Linked DNA regions of Macaca fascicularis: region 2 is linked to region 1. The links are chromatin contacts, called in public Hi-C maps. All regions are on one chromosome and are shown on one strand. The core of a region is the stretch at or near the end of the contact, and the rest is flanking DNA. Distances in the headings are between cores, read along the strand shown. Region 1 overlaps RXRA (retinoid X receptor alpha). Region 2 has its middle 49 kb from the start of BRD3.

Region 1 (5,150 bases), core at 2,194-4,693:
GGGGGCAGGAAGGAGAGGCTTGTGGAATCTCTGACAGCCTCTGTCTCGGGCACAGACTCAGCTGCAGGCTCCACCCAGGTGCCTCAGCTCAGCTCTGGCTGGGAGATCCAGGAAGGAAAAGAATGGACACTTTCTTCCCCACCGAGACTGGAGAACTGCCTCTCCAAGCCACTGCCTCCCAGTCCAACCTCCTAGGCAGCTCCCTTCCCCAGTGAGGAAGCCCCCGCTCCAGGTGGGGTAAGACTCTGGAGAAGGCACCCACTCCCCCGCATCATTCCTAGACTGCTCCGGGGAAGACAAGACCCCCTCCTGTATCCCCCTATCCATCCCCTGTTCAGGCACCTGCGACTGACAAACGCTGGGTCCACGGGACTGAGGCGTGACTAGGAAAAGTACTCAGGCCAAAGGGAGGGCCTTCCAGTGCAAAAGAGGCGAGTTCAACCTGAGAGGGTCCCCACACCACCGGAGCCCGGGGGGCAGAGCCTGTGGGAGGAGCGCCGGGCCGCACGGGGCTGAGCCCCCACCACCTTCAACCAGAGCAAGACATTCAGTGAGGCTCCCAAGTAAGGCTCTGGGTGAACAACGCTGTCCGTGGACACCACCAGGCTGGGGGGTCCCACCAGGGCCTGCGTGTGGCCCAGGCCCGAGGGCGCTGCAACTCAGGGTTCTCAGATTCCAAGTCTTTTAGACACAACTGGCAGCCAGAGAGAAAGCCTGAGCGGGGGTTCCACCAATGCCCCCGCAGAGCCACTCCGGGCCGCGGAGCATCTGCCCCACCCATGAGGCTCCCAGTTCCTGAGCCCCTCTTTCTCCAGGCCACCTGCCCCCTCTGAGGGAAACCGACAGGCCACCCTCCTCCCCTCCCATCCCCGTGGGCCTCACAAATGGCTGCGGGTCAGCAGAGCCCTGTGCCTCCAGCAAGGCCAGTGAGGTGGTGACACCCCACCCGCCCGAGCCGGGGCCAGCCCTGCAGGAACCAAGGACAAGCCTCGGCCCGGCCCTCAGAGCAAGAAGACTCAGGCTGGGGAGGGGCCAGGGCACTCCGGTCTGAACAGGGAGCAGGGAGTCTGAAACCAGGACACCAAGGCAGAGAGAAAACCGAGGGGTGGTGAGTGACCCCTGTCCCTGCAGCCTGGAGGTGGCCCCAAAACCCTGCACAGACGGTGGCTCATGTTCTCATTGGCTCAAGGGCCAACCTGTGAGTTATCTTTGGAAAAAGGGGCTGCTTCCCCCTCACTCAGAGCACAGGGCAGCCTGCTGGCCCCACGAGTCCCCTCTCCTCCCCGAGGCGGCTGAGGTCTTTGCTGACGACACACCAGCCTGCGCCCCCAGCTGTCCCCTCCTCCTGATGAGGGGGAAGCTGTCACAGGCTGGCCAGGCACCAGTATTCAGAGCAGGTGAAGATGTCACTCCAGACAGGAGGGCCACACGGACATTCCGAAAACCAGCATCGATAAACAGCAACGGAAACAAAAACCCCATTCCCAATGCCTACAGCTCCAGGGCTGGGGCCCGAAGACCCTGCGAGTCGCCCACGCCCCGTGGGGTGTGGCAGGGCGTCCCGAGAGCCCGGTGGGGAGGCGCCTGGCTGGGCTCACCACGCTAGTTCTTGCCACGCAGGCTGCTGCCTCAGGAAAGCCACTGCCCTGGGCCACAGACAAGTAGTAACAGAAATAAGGAGGGTGACAACACATCTCTTAGGCAGAGCAGTGACAGGCTGTGCCCCAAAGTCCAAACAGGCCAGGCAGAGAAGGGCAGGGACAGGACTCAGGCTGAGAAGAGCAGCTGGCGTCCAGGCAGGGTGGCCAGACCGGGTGGGCGCAAAGGACGGGCCCGCGGGCCTAAGTCATTTGGTGCGGCGCCTCCAGCATCTCCATGAGGAAGGTGTCAATGGGCGTGTCCCCAATGAGCTTGAAGAAAAAGAGATGTTCCAGGCACTTGAGCCCGATGGAGCGCAGAGCCGGCAGGCGGAGCAACAGCTTGGCGAACCTGCAGGGAACGGGTCTGGTGAGGGCCAGGCAACGGGCAGGGGCCGTTCTGCCCTGGCACCTGGAGGCCTCCCCGGAGATGGGGCTGCGTCTGAGAGCCCAACCCATCCGAGGCTGGTCTGTAGCCCCGGAGCTGCCTGTGCCAAGCCTCCAGAGGGAAGGAGGGGAGGCTAGAAGGAAACAGGGGCGGTGGCGTCCCAGAGCCAGGAGAGAGTGAAGGAGGATCCCTGGGGCCGAGGACGGAGATGAAGGACCAGGGGCCAGACAGCGGCTGGCTAGGGCAGGCTGAATAGTTCTTTGTAAAGAAGTGAAAAATTGTGGGCAGCTGGGCATGACGGCTCACACTTGTAATCTCAGCACTTTGAGAGGCCGAGGTGGGAGGATGGCTGGAGGCCAGGAGTTCGAGACCAGCCTGGGCAACGCAGTGAGACCCTGTCCCTACAAAAGAACAAGAGAAAAACAGTAGCCAGGCGTGGTGGTGCATAATGCCTGTACGGAGGACCACTTGAGCCCAGGCTGAGGCTGCGGTGAGCTACGATCATACCACTGCATGCCAGCCTGGGCAACACAGCGAGACGCTCTCTCTTAAAAAATGGAAAAATGTGGGCCATGACAGCCAGGAGCGGGTATGAGGTCAGCAATGCATTTGGCTGCAGCAGCCATCGCAGCAAGCGACTGTGGGGCCTGTCAGGGAAAGGGCTGCTGAGCACACTGGTGAGTTGCAGGGAACAGGCAGGGCACATGGTGGGTAACCAAGAAGTCAAAGGGCATCAGGTGGGGGAGGAGGAGTCAGGCTGCACCCCCACTGCAGGTGGAGCCGGGCCTGACTTGGGAGCTGTGTACTGGGGCAAGCCCCTTTCCATACAGCGTCAGCACCCCATGAGTGCCTCCCACGGCACCTCGTGCAGGGCTGTGGGCCTCAGACCAGGGCCACCCCTTCCCCAGAAATAGCTCTGCTGGTGTTGGGCACAGCCTGGTCAGAGAAGGCTGGCGGGGGAGGGAGGGAGCATGGGTTGCTCCTCAGGGCCTGGCCCACCCCGGGGAGTTTCCTGGGGCAGGGACCAGTGGGCTGGCGGAGAGGGAGCGGGGGGAAGTCTGGGGCTCTGGGAAGAGGGATGGCAGGGCCAGGCATGAGGGCAGCAGCTGCCGCTGAGGACAGGGGGGACCAGGTGTCCCTTCTGGCTGGCCGTGTCTGCCCCAAGGCCCCTGTGCACGGCCTGAGTCTCTCCACACGGCCCCTCCAGGGGCTGCGGGACCTCATTAATTATTAACGACGTCTCTCTTTCAGGGAAAAGCTCTGTGGTTGGCTGCCTCGCAGTCCTTGTTTTAAAGGCAAAAACAGCGCAGAGGCTGGAGTCCGGCCAGAGAACAAGCTGTTTTCTGCTGAGCTGGCGAGATGGGCCAGGGCAGAAAGCCAGGAAAAATAAGCTGCATGCCACCCCCTCCTGTCCTCGTCCTCCGGGAAGTTTCACTTTAAACCAAGCCAGATGAGCGCTGAGTAGGCAGCGGGGACACGGTTAACTGTGTAAGTGCTGGTGGCGGGAGGGCCTGGGTATCCTAGGAGGTCTGCTGGGCCCCACCTCCCCCAAACCCCCACCCACAGTCTGAGGATCAAGAGGCCAGGAGATGCCCCTTTTGAGAGAAGAGGCAGACTCTGGAGAGCTGACTTTGAAACCGAGGGATCCACAAATGTTTCTCTTCCTGGACACCTACTGTGCACCCAGCACTGCGGACTCAGAAACGAGAGAACCCCAGCCCTTCTAGGGCCCACAGCCGGGCAGGGGAGAAAGATGAGCTCTGCGCTTGGGCTGTGGCTGCCTATTCTGTACACACTTGTAGAGAGTGTTTAGAATGTGTAGGCATCTGGCCATCCACTCTACACATGCTTGTGAAGTACCTACTACGTGCTGGTGTCGCCGGACCTCTGGTGGTTCTGCCTGGCAGGGGAGCGCAGTGGGGGGTGAAGCACAGCCTTCATCTACCTACTTGACAAAGACAAGCACCTACTATGCGCCAGGTGTGAGGTAATCCTTCCAGTGGGGATATAGCGTGAGCCTGTGGGGTGTGCCTGCCACAGCCCACTGGCCTGGAGGACCTCCCGCTGCCTGCTCAGGACCTGCTGGCATGGGCTGGGCCTGGGGAAGGTGCCACCTTCTCATTCACATAAAACAGCCTTGCAGCAAGGTGGGGGCTCTGGAGACAAGAGCCCAGGTCTGGGGTGTGTGTGGGACAGGGCGGGGCCCACCTTCCGGGCTGCTCTGGGTACTTGTGCTTGCAGTAGGCCTCCAGGGACGCGTAGACCTTCTCCCTCAGCGCCTCCACCTCGGCCGGGTTCGAGAGCCCCTTGGAGTCTGCAAGGAGGCCACAGGTCAGAACCCTCAGCTGGGTGTGTTCCAGGCACCCGCCCCCAGGACCCAGGCTTGTGTGGGGTCTCCCAAGCTGCCCCACCACGGGCAGAGCAGGTGGTGTGAGGGACGCCGCTGGACACGCCCCCGCCTGCTCCCCCAGAGCCTGGTGGCAGGGGGATGACCGTGGAATCCATGGCCAGGCCAGGCTGCTCTGGGTCCAAGCTCGGCTCTGCCACTTGCCAGCCATGTGGCCTTGGGCCAATTATTTGACCTCCAGAGACTCGGTTTCCCCATCGATAAAGTGTCAGGAATCTGCTGCCTTCCAGCCGCCATGGGAACTGGGAGAGACAATGGAGGCCTCTGCTGCCCTTGGGTCCCAGCCCCATGACACGGACGGGAGCTACCACTGCTGCTCCCAGGAGCACCCAGACCCTGAGGGAACCCATCCTCGGCATGCTCGGGGAGTGCTGAGCTCAGGACCCAGACTCGAGAGCCCAGAGTGGACAGGGGCTGAGACTGCAGCCACCAACACCTCCAAGGCCAAGGGACCCCATGTGAATGCCACCTGGGCCCGTGTCCTGGGGCTCCCTGGCAACATGTCTGGCTCCCTGAGCTGCCTCAGCTCTAGCCCGTCTCCTCACCCTCCCTGCAAGCCTGTGCCTTGGTCTCCTCGCCTTCCCTGCAAGCCTGTGCCTAGACCCTGCTCGTGCCAGACAATCTCACCCTCCCTGCAGGCCCGTGCCCAGGTCCCGCTGGTGCCCCAGCTCTAGCAACCAGACCACACAGGACCTGAATGGGGATTCCTCGGGCCGGG
Region 2 (5,229 bases), core at 1,744-4,243, 270 kb after region 1:
GATTACAGGCATGAGCCACCACGCCTGGCCTATTCTTCTATATTTTGAGTAACGCATCTGTTTCACTTTCCTGATGACAATAAAACACTAAACATTACTGCTTTTCAACAATTCCTTGCAGAGCTGGGAAGGGGGCTGTGGTCTTGTGCCTGGGAGTCCTGTCTGCAAAAACAGCAGCGGTTTCCTGAATGAGTGACTCCACCCCTGGCTGCAGCTCTCACCTAGAACCAGGGTGGTGACACCTGACCCCACCCACTGCCTCAGAGGGCAAAACTGGAGTGTGGCTGTGACCGGGCCATCCCGGGCCGGTGCCCTGTCACTGTCTCAGTTCCAGGCAGTGGCCTTTGAAATCAAGGCCACCCTGTGTCACCTGATGATCTGCTGTTCAACCTTCAGGTCCTGGCACAGGGATCCCGCATCCTGCACGCCTCTCCAGCTGGGCCCAACTGCAGCAGGACCCGTGGGCAGGTGGCAGCTAGTGCGCATGCCATGCCCACCTCACAGGCGAAGACAGGCCACCTCGGGGAGGCCCCCGAAAGCAAGAGGATGTCCACCCTCAGCGCTGCCTGGGCGTGTGTGCCCAGTGACCTCCAAACTCTGTGGGTCCTGCAGGCGGCACAGTGGGGAGTGCACACTGCTAAGTCCCTGCCACTCCGGGGGACCTGCCACTCCTGGGGACCTGCCATTCTGGGGGACTTGCCCTCCTACACAGTCCAGGGGCAGAGGGAGGCCACCTCACCCCCTCTCCCTGCTCTCTCTGATGGGGAACTCTGCCTCCCTCTCTCCTTACTTCCTCTCCTTCTCCCGTCCTCCCAACCCCAGTCCCCACGCTCCTGTGGGCTGCTGCCCTGAACCAGGCCCTGCTGCAGCCCCAGAATTCCACCGTGAACAGCCGGCCCTCAAGGAGGCTGCGGGCCAGGAGGAGACCGGGCCACAGAGGTGGCTGTGCACATGGAGACCTGTCCCCACTGTGAAGAACAGGGGGCCGATGGGACACAGGGAGGTCAAGGCCAGCCAGGGAAGGCCTTGCAGGTGTGGAGAGAGAAGTGAGGGCAGAGTAGGCGTACGATGCCCTTAGCATTGCCCAGGCTGAGGAGGGCAGGGGCCATCACGGAGTGGAGCCAGTTCAGCCATCCAGGGAAGAGGCAGGAGGCAGCAGAGGCCCAAGGGACGGCGCCAGCCTCACAGAGCCTCAGAAGCCAGGCAGGATCCGGGGTTTGCTGAGCCCTGGCTGGCTGGGGCAGAGGAGCTCCAGGCTCTGACCTGGGCTGGCTGCCTGGTGGATAGGCAGCCGGGACCTAGGCCAGGACCAGGGCAGCCACAGGAGACCAGGAAGAGACCCTGGCACGTAGGTGCATGCTGAGGAAGAAGGTGGATGCTGGGCCTGCAGGGAGGAGCTGGCAGGGATTCCTTATGGATGCGGGCAGATGTGAGCGAAAGGAAGCCAGCAAGGATCCGAGATTTGGGGCCTGAGCACCTCGGACAGAGCAGGGGAGCTGGCCTGGGCGGTGGACAAGGGGCCATCGGACTTGGGCACGGGACACGTTGAGCTGCAGACACCCCGGTGGAAAAGCAGGGCAATCCAGCGGGGATGGAGAAGGGACAGTGGAAGGGGGCACCCAGAGGCCTCGAGAGGGAAGGAAGGGTGAAGAGGCCACGCTCAGGAGGAGACGCACCCCCGTGCGGAGGTCACGGGGCCCCCAGGGGAGGTGGAGCTGAGCTGGAGTGAAGGAGATTTGTGGGTGAACGGGGAGGGAGTGGGGGCTGCGAGGGCATCGTGCCCCCAGAGGTTTCTCTGTGAGACGAGCCAGGGAAAGGCAGGACGGCCAGAGGGGCGCGGGGTGGGATGGGAGCTCACTGCACAGGGACACAGCAGAAGTAGGCAGCTGCCAAGAGCGACAGCCGCGGAGAGGACACCACGGGGGTGAGGCTCATCCAGCCCTGGGGATTTCGGGGTGTGAGGTGAGAGGGCGTGAGAGACGCTGAAAGTTGGGGTGTCAATGGGTGTGGGGTGAAGGTGGGGTTGCAGACATCGGGGGCCGGGAGTGTGAGGGTTGGGGGACTTGCTTGGTACTGGGGAGAGTGCGGGGCAAAGGCGACAATAATCAAGTGCCCAAGGAAGCCATCGGCTGAGGTGGGCAGAGGACAAGGCCAGGGTAGGAAGGGCCACCCGCGAGGATCACGGAGGAAGACAGGCTTGGCAGGGCCGCTTCCTCAAGGCCGGGATGGGGAGCCGTCTGCACAAGGAGGGATCTCTGAGCTCCGAAGCCCTCCCTTCCTGTTCCTAGGCTCATCCACCAAGGACTGGTTCATTCCCACCGCAGGGCCTTTGCACGTGCTGGCCCCAGCATCTGGAATTCCCCTTCTCCAGATCTCCGTGTCACCAGCTCCTTCTTGTCCTTCAGGTCGAAGCTGAGCCTCACGTCTTTGGGGAAGGCTCCCGGCTAACACCTGCTTGGGTGCTTCCCGCGCTCTGCGGTTTCCTGAGCTGTTCACATGCTCGCCCCCAGACTCCTTCTAGAAGCCATGCCCAGCCATGCCACCTCTTCCCACTGTGGGACATCCGGATGGCCCCTCCCGAGGGCTTCCTGGCCTCCCTAGAAACCTGAAATGTGCTCTCAGCTCAGACAAAACTGTCCACGGCACGCATCCGGCCCCTCCAGGAGCCCAAGCCCGCAGATCACCTCCTCTGGTCTCCTCCAACGCCCACAGTGTGTGCCAGTGTCACTCAGACTGTGCACACAGGGCCTTGTCTGCTCCTAGCCTGACCCCTCAAGAGAAGCAAGGTCACCCTGATTTACAGGGGGAGGAAACAGGAAGCAGGGGAGAGAGCTCAACACTCAGCAGCACCGGCCCCGGGTGCTCAGTCCACACGGCAGCCTGAACCATGGGTCCCTCGGGCCCACCCTGGACGGCAGCCTGGAAAGACAGAGGAACACAGGGACTAGAATCCCAAGGTCACAGGGCCAAGCACAGAGGACGAGCTCCCAGCTGAGCAGAGGCAACAGCAGGGGTTACTCCAGGCTAAATAAATAGGAGACCTGGGCAGGAAGAAATGAGAGCATGCAGGTATCCATTAGCCAACCGGGCAGCCACACGGACTGGCGGTAGCGGAGGGGCTGCGGGCCTGTTTGCTAACGAGAAGGGCCGGATGGCAGGATCTTCTGGGCCAAGGCACTGTGTGTGTGGAAAGCTGTGACCTGGCCGCCAGCCCCCGCCTTTCCCATCTTCACCACAGACCCCACGCAGAGAGGAGGGCCTGGCTGGGAGACACTGGGGGTGCATGTGCCCCTCTAAGGAAACGTTGCTTCATCTGAAATGGGGCCAGTGGCACCAAACTGAAGGGGGCATTGGGAGGATCACTGCTTAGGCAGTTGCCCCACCTGACGGGGCCCTCGGCTGCGGCTGGCTGGGTCATCTCAGTCTCCCCAGAGGCCAGGCACACCGTGGGCCTATGGAGATGCCCTGGCACAGAAGTGTGCTTTGCCCCTCACCCACTGGTGGACAGAGCACACTCACATGGCAACCCCCACGCCTGGTGGGCATCCATGCCAGGCCCGGGCAGGCCTCCCCTCTCACCTTCACTCCCGTTGCCCCCACCTGGAGCCCTCTCCTTCTCCCCTGCCATCCCTCAGCTGTGAACTTGAAGCCACTTGGTGCCACCTTTGCCATGAGGCCCCCTGCTTGTGCCCTCTGGATGGCACGGTAGGCCTGGCCAGGGCAGGAGTGGGGCCTCAGCAGTGGGCGCCGCCTCAGGGCCCTGCAAAGGGTGGGGTGACCACATCCAGCTTGGGTACCCGGCTTCACCTTGGGTGGCAAAGGAGGAGGGTCTGGGCTGGCACAGAAGAGGGGGTGACAAAAGTCACGGTGCCATTACTCCACCTCACTGCTTGGCCTGACAGGCTTCACCACATCCCCATTCCACAGATGTGGAAACCGAGGCTTGGAGAGCGTCATGGGCTGACGGTGGCCCCTGGAGCCTGTGCCTGGAACCTTCTTTAGAAAGGGGGTCTTCCCAGATGTGGCTAAGTTACTGGGGAGAAGACTGTCAGAATTGTCCAGGTGGCCCTAAATCCAATGACAACTGTCCTTAGGAGACACACAGAGGAGAGACATGAGGTGAAGAGAAGAGACGCTGGGAGGAGGAGAGACATGGGGGGGAGAGGAGAGACATGGGGGGGGAGAGGAGAGACACGGGGGGAGAGGAGGGACATGGGGGGGAGAGGAGAGACATGGGGGGAGAGGAGGGACATGGGGAGGAGAGGAGAGACACTGGGAGGAGGAGAGACATGGGGGGGAGAGGAGAGACATGGGGGGGAGAGGAGAGACACGGGGGGAGGAGGAGAGACATGGGGGGGAGAGGAGAGACACGGGGGGAGGAGGAGAGACATGGGGGGGAGAGGAGAGACATGGGGGGGAGAGGAGAGACATGGGGGGGGAGAGGAGAGACACGGGGGGAGGAGGAGAGACATGGGGGGGAGAGGAGAGACACGGGGGGAGGAGGAGAGACATGGGGGGGAGAGGAGAGACATGGGGGGGAGAGGAGAGACATGGGGGGGAGAGGAGAGACATGGGGGGGAGAGGAGAGACACGGGGGGAGGAGGAGAGACATGGGGGGGAGAGGAGAGACACGGGGGGAGGAGGAGAGACATGGGGGGGAGAGGAGAGACATGGGGGGGAGAGGAGAGACACGGGGGGAGAGGAGAGACATGGGGGGAGAGGAGAGACATGGGGGGAGAGGAGAGACAAGGGGGGAGAGGAGAGACATGGGGGGGAGAGGAGAGACATGGGGGGGAGAGGAGAGACATGGGGGGGAGAGGAGAGACATGGGGGGGGAGAGGAGAGACACGGGGGGAGGAGGAGAGACATGGGGGGGAGAGGAGAGACACGGGGGGAGGAGGAGAGACATGGGGGGGAGAGGAGAGACATGGGGGGGAGAGGAGAGACACGGGGGGAGAGGAGAGACATGGGGGGAGAGGAGAGACATGGGGGGAGAGGAGAGACACGGGGGGAGGAGGAGAGACATGGGGGGGAGAGGAGAGACATGGGGGGGAGAGGAGAGACACGGGGGGAGAGGAGAGACATGGGGGGAGAGGAGAGACACGGGGGGAGAGGAGAGACACGGGGGGAGAGACACGGGGGAGGAGGAGAGACACGGGGGGAGAGGAGAGACATGGGGGGAGAGGAGAGACACGGGGGGAGGAGGAGAGACATGGGGGGGAGAGGAGA

Evidence for each region. Hi-C and Micro-C count contacts between places; a contact is called where the count stands out from the background.
Region 2: a contact with region 1 is called in a Hi-C map of liver, with 2.9 times the contacts expected there. The contact joins two enhancer-like sites. A contact is called at or near these places in 2 of 2 Hi-C or Micro-C datasets (liver and skeletal muscle).

Annotation. Positions count from the first base shown.
Region 1 is chr15:4,922,683-4,927,832 of T2T-MFA8v1.1, forward strand. RXRA (retinoid X receptor alpha) reads right to left here. Exons shown (of 10, transcript XM_045374233.2): 9 at 4,234-4,339; 10 at 1-1,989. The coding sequence ends at 1,842. It also overlaps the pseudogene LOC135967324. Among named protein-coding and RNA genes, the nearest start is that of RXRA, 110 kb to the right of the region's middle. Within about 2 kb of position 3,444, at least 4 of the 6 cell types and tissues checked have an H3K27ac peak or open chromatin away from gene starts, as enhancers often do. A contact at or near this core is called in liver, where this site is marked.
Region 2 is chr15:5,189,113-5,194,341 of T2T-MFA8v1.1, forward strand. No RefSeq gene overlaps it. Among named protein-coding and RNA genes, the nearest start is that of BRD3, 49 kb to the right of the region's middle. Within about 2 kb of position 2,994, at least 1 of the 6 cell types and tissues checked has an H3K27ac peak or open chromatin away from gene starts, as enhancers often do. A contact at or near this core is called in liver, where this site is marked.